2 separate regions of the Sus scrofa genome follow, and region 2 is linked to region 1. The links are chromatin contacts, called in public Hi-C maps. All regions are on one chromosome and are shown on one strand. Each heading gives the region's core, a stretch centred on a gene start, on an enhancer-like site or on the middle of the called end of the contact. The rest is flanking DNA. Distances are from core to core; before and after follow the strand shown.

What was found. Hi-C and Micro-C count contacts between places; a contact is called where the count stands out from the background.
Region 2: a contact with region 1 is called in a Hi-C map of omental adipose tissue, with 4 times the contacts expected there. The contact joins two enhancer-like sites. A contact is called at or near these places in 7 of 47 Hi-C or Micro-C datasets (embryonic fibroblasts, heart right ventricle, mesenteric adipose tissue and 3 more).

The regions. Positions count from the first base shown.
Region 1 is chr3:119,387,508-119,393,605 of Sscrofa11.1, reverse strand. All of the region lies in intron 3 of LOC106509892 (a long non-coding RNA gene), which reads left to right. Among named protein-coding and RNA genes, the nearest start is that of RDH14, 63 kb to the left of the region's middle. Within about 2 kb of position 3,920, at least 3 of the 83 cell types and tissues checked have an H3K27ac peak or open chromatin away from gene starts, as enhancers often do. A contact at or near this core is called in omental adipose tissue, where this site is marked.
Region 2 is chr3:119,567,330-119,573,427 of Sscrofa11.1, reverse strand. No RefSeq gene overlaps it. Among named protein-coding and RNA genes, the nearest start is that of RDH14, 120 kb to the right of the region's middle. Within about 2 kb of position 2,702, at least 6 of the 83 cell types and tissues checked have an H3K27ac peak or open chromatin away from gene starts, as enhancers often do. A contact at or near this core is called in omental adipose tissue, where this site is marked.

The DNA.
Region 1 (6,098 bases), core at 2,671-5,170:
TTTTTTTGAATAGTTTGAGAAAGATGGGTGTTAACTCTTCTTAAAATGTTTGGTAGAATTTTTATGTGGAGCTGACTGGTCTTGGATGTTTGTTTGTTGGGAATTTTTATGGGAATTTTAAAATTACTGATTCTGTTTCATTACTTCTAAATTTAAACTCTCCTCAGACAAATCTGATCCATGACTAGAGTAATGGTCTGGAATGGGCAGGCAAGATCCTTCTCATGGTAACCTTGTGCTTTATCCCTCTGTCATTGTGATGAGTTTCATTCCTGGGGATCAGTACATTCAGAACTTATGTTTCTTCCTCTTTCAGTATCGGTACATTATACATTTAGGAACCAGAGTTCCCATCGTGATCAGTGGAGATGAATCTGACTAGTATCCATGAGGACACAGTTTCGATCCCTGTCCTGGCTCATTGAGTTAAGGATCCAGCATTGCTGTGACCTGTGGTGTAGGTCGCAGACATGTCTCAGATCTGCTGTTGCTGTGGCTTTGTTGTAGGCTGGCAGCTACAGCTCTGATTCGACCCCTACCCTGGGAACCTCCATATGCTGCAGGTGCGGGCCTAAAAAAAGACAAAAATTACATTTAGGAATTTATCCATTTCTTGTAGGTTGTCTACTTTATTGGAATATAATTGTTCATAGCAGTCTTTTATGATCCTTTGTATTTCTGTGGTGTTGGATGTAACTTATCCTTTATTTCTGATTCATTTTCATCCTTTCGTTTTTTTTCTTGGTTAGTCTAGCTAAAGGTTCATCAGTTTTGTTTGTCTTTTCAAAGAACCAGCTCTTAGTTTCATTAAGTTTTTCTGGTTTAGGTCTTATTTCATTTATTCCTATGTTGATCTTTATTATTTCTTCTCTTTTACTAACTTTGTTTTAATTCTTTTTTTCTAGTCCTTTTAGGCGAATGGTTAGATTGTTCTTTGAGATTTTTCTTGCTTCCTTAGGTAGGCTCATATTGCTATAAACATCCCTCTTAGAACTGTTTCTCCTGTGTCCCATAGATTTCGGTTTGTTATGTTTTTATTTTCTTTTGTCTCCAGGTATTTTCAGTTTCTTTTTTGATTACTTCAGTGACCTTTGGTTGTTTAGGGGCATATTGATATTATATATATATATATATATATATATATTTAAATATATGTATTTATATATAAAATATATTTATATATATTATATATATTATATGTGTATTTATATATACGCATACACACACCATATATTATATATACACATGTATATATTTATAATATACAAGTAAATATAATATATGTAAAACTGTATATATAAAATGGTGGGCTGGGGGAAGTGAGGAGAGTGTGTGGATTGAATACAAGTGTTTCTTCCAAGAAGCAGCAATTTAATAGAACTGAAACTTCAAAAAATGTCTTGCCAGTATAGTTGATGGCTGTCTGTTTCATCCGGATGATTAGCAATATGCTGCTTGAAGTGAAAATCCCAGGTTTGACATAAGCTGTGAGTGGACTTTCTTGGTGTGATGTTGGGCATCTGGGAGTGCACATGAATGAGGTCTGGGTTTCCTAGCCAGCCAGGCCCTCAAAATACATTAGATGGTAGATTCCAGGAAGGGGTCTCATACCAAGAAAAGAGCAATTTGAATGAGGCAGCAGATGTGGGTAATGAAAGGGATAGAATCCTAAAAGCATGAGGCTTAGGGAATGGTGGGGTAGAGGGTGAAGATGGTGAATATGAAATGAGTAAAGGCACGGAGCTTTGTGAATATGTACAGAGAAGGATGACTTCTGAAGGACCATTGCAGGCAGAGAGTTCCTGTCTTCACTGACCATGTAAGACTGATGTGATGATTCAGTAACATGTAAAATGCTCAGCTGTGAAGGAAGGTAAGAGTTTCCCTGCATTTCGTATCTGCTCTTTGGCAAAGTCTGGGCAACATAATACAGGGAAATCCTTACCTTCTTTTCTAGTTAAGCATTTTACATGCTATCTCATTTAATTCTCAGTGGTTTTATTTGCATCATATAGAAAAAGAAACTAAGTCACATGGCATTAAAATAAGGTTGCCAAGGTTACACAGCACTCCGTAAAAGAGCTAAGGTTTGAGTGCAGTCCTGCATGACTCTGATACTGCTCTTCTTAGCTACCCTGTGCTGCTTTTGTTCTTCTACCCCTTGACATCCTCCAGTTGAGCTCTTGGCTTCTTTGCTGGTTCTGGAACTTGCTCTCCATTTCTGATAGCCTCTTTGCCTTCATTTTCATCCAACATTTAAGTGTCAGCTTTCTTGCTGACTCCTCTGAAGTGGAACTAGTCTCTTTTAGTATCGCTCCATCGTTTGCTTGTCCCACGCTAATGACTTCCCATGATCTTCAGGGATGAATTTCAGTTTTTAACATTCGCTGCTCTTTAAATCTGACCTCTGGTTGCATTTTCAGTATTATTTTCCAATGGACTTGTCTTCATAATTGATGTTACTTCAACATCCAGTCACTTGAAAATGTCCAAATGCTTATGCTTCCTCTGGCCTGCACCATACTGTCCCTGCTGCTGACTAATTACCAGAGGGTCCTTTTAGACCTCTTATAGTAAGCCTTCATCAGCATCCTAAGGCTAGGATTGTGCTTTCTTTACATCTCTGTAATATCATATACTTTACTCTGTCAGAGTACATATTACTCTCTTTTGACAGTTTCCATTTATTCATCTGATACATCTGAATTTCCAATTCAGTTGAGAGCATCTTGAAGGCAGGAACTATGACCAATAACTTTTTTGTTCTCAGTGTTTTGCATTGGACTTGGCTCATAATAGACATATAGTAAATGCTAATGAAAAAATTGACTGTATTCATTCCTTTAACACAATTTATAGAGTGCTTATGAAGTTCCCAGGCCTAGGCTAGACTTTGAGAATGGCAAGACGAAAATATGATAAAATATTATTTTTACTTTCAGGTAGCTCACATACTAAGCACAAAAACTGATATTTAAACAAATAATTATAGTAATATACTATCGATTAATTTGGGTCAGTGTGTAATACTATGAGAGTGCAAAGGAAAATACTTGTGAGGTCAGGGAAATTTTTTCCCTGTGTAGTACTGAGGAAGTTCTTTTGCACATGGAGATCAGCAAGTTATTCCATAATGGTTCATGTATGTCATTTGTTCTTAAACCAATCTGCTTGAGTACAAACCTTAGTAAGTGCTATTGGGCAAGTTACTTACTCTCTCTGTGCCTCATTTTTTTTTTTGTTTGTTTGCAAAATGTGGGTACTAAATGGACCCACCTACCTCATAGGATTGTTGTGAGGATGAAATGTGGCAACATTTTAGAATAATGTCTTGCACTCAATAAATGCTAGCACTATCATTATTTCTCTTACAGTTATTATTGTGGTCCTAAGGAAATCAGTCATCTCTCTAACTTTGGGATGGATCTTCTCGAAGATGGAATACAAGCTTACTGCTCTAGTTCTGCATCCCTGCTTATGCTTGTTCTGCATCCCTGCTTATGCTTGTTGCTTAAAGATTTGTGATCAGGTCGCTTGAAGTTAAAAGAGATTGGAACCTCTCTTTGGATTGTTTGGAGAGCCTCAATTTTAAAGATTTGAAAAGTTAGAAAGTAAGCAACAAAGATATCCTAGAGTTGGTTGCTGAAAGTGATAGAGAGAGACTTCCTGATTCCTAGGAGCTGGAGAGAGGAAAGAAACATTTATTCTCCTCAACCTAATAGTAGGAGAACTGTCATGCTACAATTCAGTTTTCTCAACCAGATGAGAAAAACAGACTCAAAAGCTTTCCAGTGCCTTGAATGTTTAGTGAAAGATATGAATCTGATGGAGTCCCCTGGTCCCAGTTTGTAGCCTCATTATGCTTTCTCCTGGAATTTTCCAAATTCCTCTTGCACTCACAGAGATTGGTGAGTACAGTCCTGGCTTATCACGGCCAATTCCACCATATGTTCCCTTCTGGGAATTTTCACCAACTCCTGAATAAATGATACAACTCCTCAGTTGTAATTTCACAACCGCTTATGTCATCTCCCCTCACCCCACCCTTCTCAAGCTTGAAAGTTGCATTTTTCTACTCTTCAATCAATTCCCAAATTTAGAATTACTTTTTTTTTTTTTTTGCTTTATCTCTCCCACGTTTGCAAATGTATTTCATTCCAGGGATGGAGCAGTCTGACATAACTAACCTATCTTGCCTGGAGAGAGGACTCTTGGTAGCAATGTCCCTTTGGACTATCCTAGTATTTCTAGTTTCTTCTTGATTTAGAGTCTGTCACTGTGCATGTGGACCCATTGTTCTTAGAAAGAAATTTGATATTCTCAAGCAGCCCCAAACACCTTCTCTGGCTGCCTCCCATTTCTCTTTCCCTTTTCTCACTCCATAGCCTCCAAGGACTAACTCCACACATTTCCCTACACTTCTTGGCCTATCACTTGCTTTACTCCTCCATCCTGGCCTCCACTTGTCCCTCTCCTGGTGACCCCAAGCTGTAAAATGCTGCAGTATCTCTGGCTTGGGTTCCTTATCTGGCCCCAAATTCTTTTCTTCTCCTTGTTAAGACACTGAGGAAGAAAGAATGTTCATTTATAATGTTTTACTTCTCTATCTTTTTCCTCCAGCCTCCTTTAGATGACATTTTTGCTCAGGCTGCCATAAAATTGAAATGTCCTTTTCTCACTTGCCCTAGGAAGTGCGGCATTTCCCCAGAAATAGTTAGGATCTGATCCTTAGGTTGTTGCATATGATGAGAAATAGTTTAAACAAAGTTGATGATGGTCTGTATATCAAAAGAGAGAGAAGTGGGAGGCACTGGCTGCTTTGAAGACAGTATCCTCCTTCCAAAATGGAATTTCTGGCACGATCTCCAAGTTCTTGTGTTCCCTTTTTGCTTTTATTCCCAGGACTGTAGGAAAGAGTGGTTTCACATTATTTAGGCTTCTTACCACTACTTTGTTTATCCTACCATGCTTTGTAACATGCTTTAAGGGAAACCTGAATATCACCCGAAGCTTGAGGATCAGGAAGGTGTGTTTAGTGACTATTGTAATTCCTCTGAACAAGAAATAAAATCATGTTCATAATAGTATCGTACTGGGTGTGCTTTTGTATATTTCGAGAGCACCCTCACACATATTTTGACTTGAATTTAAAACTGTTGACCTACCTTCTTGCCCAGGTGCTAGCCTCCAGCTGAATGGCTACAATGTGGTCAAGAGAAGATCCACTTCTACCTCTTAAAGTAAACATTTGAAACCAACAGATAAAGAGGGCCCGGGTATATAATTCTTTCTGGAATATAGGGATACTAGGAAAAAATATCAAAGGAATTAAAGGTTAAATGGTAGATATTTTTTGCATATAAATGCCACACAATAAATGGTAGTATTATTGTTATAAGAAGACTTTCACGTGTTTCTTCATTTGGTTTTCACACCTATACCTTGAGGATCACTGTCGTATTATGACAAGAGATTGGGTTCAGAAAGTCCTAGGTGTTGGCCTGCCCATATTAGGAATCCAGGAAGTATTGAAGTTGGGACTCAAAGCTAGGTCACCAAATTTTGCTCTTTCCATCATATCACACTGACTCTTATAGAGTTCTTTTTTGCTTTGCTTATTTAGCTTACAGATATTTATTGAGCACCATCTGTATGCCAAGTACTGGATTAAGTATTGAGGATACAGATCTATGTAGACCTAGAATCTTCCCTCGGTTCTTTCCTTAGAATGCTTCAGGCCCATTTCTCATGTTTGTGGAAAAATGTGTGTTTGCAATACTTTGAAACCTGAATTTTTGTGAGATGCTTAACTTGTGTTTCTTCCTTTTATACTAACATAAGCCAAGAACTTTATAAGGCACTAAAAATATTTTATGAACAGTTTATGAGACCAAGTATAAATGTGATCATTCATTTTACAATAGAGTTCACATATAGGTTAGAAGGAATTAAGAAACTGCTGACAGATAGGCTGAATGTTGGGAAGTAGATATATGCAAAATATATAGATAAATACACGTGTGTATAGATGTATATGCATATGCACATATGTAGCTATGTTTCAAAGCTAACATGGTTAGTAACCAATTTTGTCTGAA
Region 2 (6,098 bases), core at 1,453-3,952, 180 kb before region 1:
GGGAAAATAAATAAAAATCGCTCATATTTCCACCAACCTGGATCATTATTATTAATATTTATTTTAATTTTCTTAATAGTAATCATTCATATTTGAAGCATTATTATTGTGATTACTGTTCTATGCACATATCTTAAAAACAAAAATAGGAGTTCCCATGGCTGCTCAGAGCTAACAAACCTGACTAGTATCCATGAGGTCATGGGTTCGAACCCTGGCCTCCCTTACTGGGTTAAGGATCCAGTGTTGCTGTGAACTGTGGTGTAGGTCATAGATGTGGCTTGGATCTGGCATTGCAGTGTCTATGGTATAGGCCAGCAGCTGCAGCTCCAATCGGACCCCTAGCCCGAGAACCTCCATATGCTGCGAGTACAGCCCTCAAAACACCAGGGGGGAGAAAAAAAAAAAAGTGGAAGCAAACAGAATAGGCTGTTCCGATCTTTTTCTTTTTTTCCTCTAAACAGCATATGAACAATACATACATAATAAGCACTATTATCACAATATCTATTATAGTCACTATTTAAATTTATCATATGAATGTACCATATGATATACTCCTATGGTTAGCCGTGTAACTTGTTTCCACCTTTTATCTATTCCAATTAATCCTGCAGTGATAACCACCATTCTAGTGGATATATTATAGAACAACCTGTGATTGTATCCTAAAGACAACTTTTTGGGTGCCTTTTTTTAGGGCCCCACCCCTATGGAAGTTCCCAGGCTAGAGGTCAAATCGGAGGTACAGCTGTAGGCCTACATCACAGCAAGGCCAGATCCGAGACATGTCTGCGACCTGCATCACAGCTCATGGCAACACCAGATCCTCAACCCACTGACTGAGGCCAGGGATTGAACCCTCATCCTCATGGATACCAGTCAGGGTCATTACCACTGAGCCACAGTGGGAACTCCGAATGAAAGCACATTTCTAAAGCTTGTAATGAACACTCAAAAATTGTGCTTTAGAAATGCTGCTTTGCAAAAGCCTACAAGATGATCAATTTTCTTTTCTTTTTCTTTCTTTCTTTTTAGGGCTACACCTGCAGCATATGGAAGTTCCCAGGCTAGGGGTTGAATTGGGAGTGTAGCTGCGACTTACGCCACAGCCATGGTGACAGAGGATCTGAGCCATACTTGCAACCTACACTGCAGCTTGCAGCAAGACTGGATCCTTAACCCATTTAGCGAGGATGGGGATCCAACCTGCATCCTCATGGATACTAGTTGGGTTCTTAACCTCCCGATCCACAACAAAAACTCCTTGAGAGGATCTATTTTCTAGACCCTCACCAGCACAACACAGCATCATTTAGAAACAACCATTTCAAATTTGATAGACAAATATAATATTGCTTGACTTTAATTTGCATTTTTGATCATTTGGGAATTTATGCATGGTTCTCTGAAATTTAATATGCGCATTTTGTGTATGTGTTCATGTCCTCTGCCTGTTTTCCTATTGCTAACTTTTCTCCTATTGAAACCTTCTAAGTAACTGCAGAGAAACAGTCTTCAGGTTGTTGTGAGCATTCGGTGTCCTACATAATGTGGGTATTGGGGCATCCATACCTTCTGGTTTCTTTCCTGTGGAGATTCTGCCCTGAACCTCCTCAACTTCTCTGCAATTGTCCTCTGGCTTGTGCCTTGAGTTAATTCTGGGATTGAGAAAGAGAAGGTAGAAAGTTCTGGATTTACCTCAAGGCTAAGTACCCATGAAGGGAGTGTTAGGAAATGAGACCTGAAAGTAAACTTGTGTTAAATCATAAAGACGTTGAAAGCGGAGGATTTTAGACTCTTCTCGGTCAGCAATAGGGAGCCTCCCATTGAGTTTTGAGTGGGAGAAAGACGCGAGGAAATGATGTGATTCAGAGTGTATCCAGCAGGTGGCACAATTGTAACATGTCTTCTGCCTGAGAGGGTCTCCTAGGCATTTCGGCTTTTGTAGGTAAAGTCCACGTGTGAAAAGGTACCTTTACGGAAACCTTCAGACTGGAATGATCTAGATCACTCTAGTGGACTGCAGTGGGATGGATTTTGCTAACAACTGAAAGAACTCTTAAACAGCATCTCTGTCCCTTTTTATAATATTCATGCTTTCTCCAAAAGCCTGTTTTTTGTTCACGTGTATCCAGTGCCTGTTGAGACCCAGTTCAGTGCCTTCCCGTACATTAGGCTGTTTCTTCAAATACCAAATGCTGTTTCTGACAAATTATTTTTCAGTTATTTAATGAAGGCTAGAGTAGTAACTTTCAGTTCTGAAAAGTTGGGAAAATATCAGGGCAGACGGAGCGCTGTACCCTGAACAATTCACTAAATTGTGGTCCGTTTTTTCATTCTTACCAGATACATAGCAGCCAGTCCAAATGATTAGATATTTGTTTTCTTCCAAGAAATTCTTCGTATCAGTTAAATGGTAATGAGAGAATACTGGGTATCGAGATCTATGAGAAAATTCAAGAATTCCTCCATTATTCTAAGCGCGATTTTAAGATTTGTATCATCTTTTGTCATTTGGTTCGACCTATTTGAAACATCTCTGCTTACATTTAAAGAAAAAAAAAAGATTCAGTACAAACTATTCAAGTCCAAATGTTTTTCCCTGAAACCTCAGTGGATCCCCTCTGAATGACAGCGAGGCACATGTTTGTAGTTGGGAATCTGGCAGCAAGGAGCGTGAGTGCTGATGGTCAGGATGTTCTGGTTCAGAAGTTAGAAAATAAATAATTCCTGAGAGGAAGGATTCTTCGGCTCTGGGCAGCTGATACGGCAATAAAATAAATAGGCAGTAAAAGACACTTCCTGTTTTGAGAGTTCACATTTCATATTGGCAAAGCGCATCTCTTAAATTCAATCTCATGCTTCCATAAATAAACCTGGCACCTTTTTAAACACTTTTCCATCTGCTGCAGAATGAGGAGTGCATTATTGAATACACCTCAGGGAGTCCCAGAAATGGGAAAAGACTACTTGTGAGGAACACACCATTGCAGTTGGCCTTGGCCCAGAGGAGCCATCAGGAGATTGTTTGAGTTCAAACCATTGTAACAAGACCCTGATGGTGTTTCCCCACCGCCTTCGGTTCTATGCGAGGCTGTCATGGCTGGAGCTTCAAACCAGGAGGAGCCAGAAATGGTCTTTCGGTTGAGTCAGGGTTAGACAGGTTGGCAGGATTCTTTGCTAAAACACCTGGGGTAGTTCTCATCCAGCTCCTGACACCTTCTTCAACATATTAATCCAGTTTCCCAGAATGGATAGAAAAGTCTGTCTACCTGCACTAGAACCCAGAAGAAAAGGTCTGATTCCAGACAGTAGAAAATCCGGGGTCTCCTTGGGTTGGCAGCAGTCAACTCTGAGCTCATCTCTATGGTCGGGAAAGCATGGGATAGGATCACACCTTCATCATACTAGAGAACCAGTATCAGAGAAATGATTCAAGTCTCTATTTTGCTGTTAACTTTGTGATCTTCGACAGGTAGGGAGATCATTGTAGCCTCAGAGCCTTGTGATAAAGTGAAGTAAAACCCATGAAATCAATTAGCACAGGGCCTTGTTCTTGGGCATGACATTATCTTATGTAGCCCCACAAAAGGAAATCAAAAACTCTGAAAATTATGACTGTGAGGCTTCCCCCATGGCACAGTGCACTAAAATCTCAGAGATTTTAAACTACAGGGGGAAATGTGCTTTTCAAACCAATGAAGGGAGTTCATGGCTCAGCAGTAACGAAACTGACTAGTAGCCAGGAGGATGCGGGTTCAATCGCTGGCCTGCTCAGTGGGTTAAGAATCCGGAATTGCCGTGAGCTGTGGTGTAGATCATAGATGCAACTCGGATCTGGCATTGCTGTGGCTGTGGTGTAGGCTGGCAGCTGCAGCTCTGATTCAGCCTCTAGCCTGGGAATTTCCATATGCTTCAGGAATGGCCCTAAAAAGCTAAAATAAAATAAAATAAAATAAAATAAAATAAATAAAATAAAATAGTAAAGCCAGTGAAAACTGGTAAGAAATTTGCCCAACCTCACACAGTGGCAGAATTAGAATTTTGATGCAGGGACCCTAGGAGACTCTGTCTTTCTCTCAGTCAAGGCACAGGAGCATCTGTCAGCCACTCTCCATGCCCAATGCCATGTTCGGGGCATTTCTGTCCTCCTCTGGCCACCCTGATTTACTGCTTCAGGACCTTATCTTCCTGCAACTTGTTGAATAGTTCACCCCACAGAGCTCCAGCTCAGAGCCTGAAGAGAGAAAGACAAACAGACTCAAGGATGGTTCCAGGGTGCCAGTGGCTGGCATTTCAGAGATAATTGAAGGCAAAAGCTGCCAAGGGCCTGATTGGTGCTGACTGGGGCCCTGAAGAGACAGCTTGTGCTCAACAGTGATTTACTATTGCATTATCGTTGGTACCGGCTTGCAGGCCTGCAATTAGATTGGACTGTGGTTGGAGTTGCTTTCAGGACTATCAGATCCCCTTAACCTTTAGCTGACACAGGCCTGTCTTTCTCCTTGAATATCTGGAGCTAAGTGCTCTGTAATTCAACTTGACTCTTTCTCTTCCATCTCAGCTCAAGGTTATTGACTTCTTTTCTTCGATGGCCTAAGTTGTCTCATTGCTTCTGATAAAATGGCACAGAAAGAATTAGACCTTGAACTGTGGGTTCAAAATAAGATGTCTTAAGGGAAAGAAAGTGAGGGCTAGATTACTACAAAATGCTGTTATTACAGAAACTAAAGAAGTGGTACACTTGCATTTTACCTAACTTTGACAAGTTCTTACTAAAAACGAAAGGTGAGGAGCTCCTTTGGTGGCTCAGCAGTAACCAACCGGACTATTACCCATGAGGATAAGGCTTCGATCCCTGGTCTTGCTCATTGGGTTAAGGATCCCAGCATTACTGTGCGCTGTGGTGGAGGCCTGCAGCTGCAGCTCTGATTCGATCCCTAGCCTGGGAACTTCCATATGCTGCAGATGTGGCCCTAAAATCCAAAAAAAGAAAAAAAGAAAGGTGAGCATGAAAGATGCTGCCTTTCCGAGAAACTGTGACTAGATTCAAGCTAACTTCCTATTCTGCCATTGGCCAGCACTATGGCTTTGGAAAGTCAGCTCTCCTGGCTGAGCCTCTGCTTCCCCATCTATTATTCAAGGAGTGGAACTGGATCCTCCTCCTCATTCCTCGCTGCCCTGATTCTCAGACATTTCTCATCTTACTGGGTTGGCCACCACCACTGTTGATTGCGTTTTTGTCTCTGCCCTCAAACCCCCCAAAACCCTGGGAATCACAACATTTTCAAATCTTTCACGGTATCATTGGAATCTGGAAGCAGCCCAGGGTCTTTTCGCAGGCAATGTGCCCTCACATTTGCTTCAGGAAACCTAATCACTGGGCTTTGTCCAGATGGCCATAGGATGATTTTCCATCTATGTTTCTTACGGCCTTGAGAAGCATCCTGATCTAGCAGCATGACAGCAAGAACTCCTAGCCAGAGCTCTCCAGACAGGCTGGGCTCCTGGGGCAGTGGAACATCTTCCTAGCGTCTTCATGCAAAGCTAGACTCTGTGCCCAGCACTTGCCTCTCCTCTGGGATCTCTCTGCACCTTTGTACACGATTCTACGCCAGCATGTGAGGTCATTTATTTGCACGTTTTTTTCCCCCAAGAGGCTGTCTGCTGTTTTCAGGTCCAAATGGAGATTGACGTGTCTGTATCAACAGAATCTGACACAGTAGACACAGTGCCTGGCCTTTGTCACACAGGAACTCAGTGAGGGGTTGAACATGAGATTTGCTCTGTGGGCAAGGAGCTCCCTTAGGACAGGAATCATGGGGCCATCAATGGGATAGAAGGGAGGGGATCTTGGAAGAGCTCCCAGCCTACTCTCTACCTTTCTCTTACCTGCTCTTGGAGGCTAGTGTGTGTGTGCCAATTTGACCATGAGGTCTACTGGCATTGTTGTCTCTAGGAGTCTCTGAGTCCATGTCGTGCTCTCCTCTAGAATTCGTTATAGGCCGTGGTGTTTATGCTGCTGCTCAGTATTTGCTTTTTTTTTTTTTTTAACTAAGTATTGACATCATGCTTCCTAAGCAGGAATTATCGCT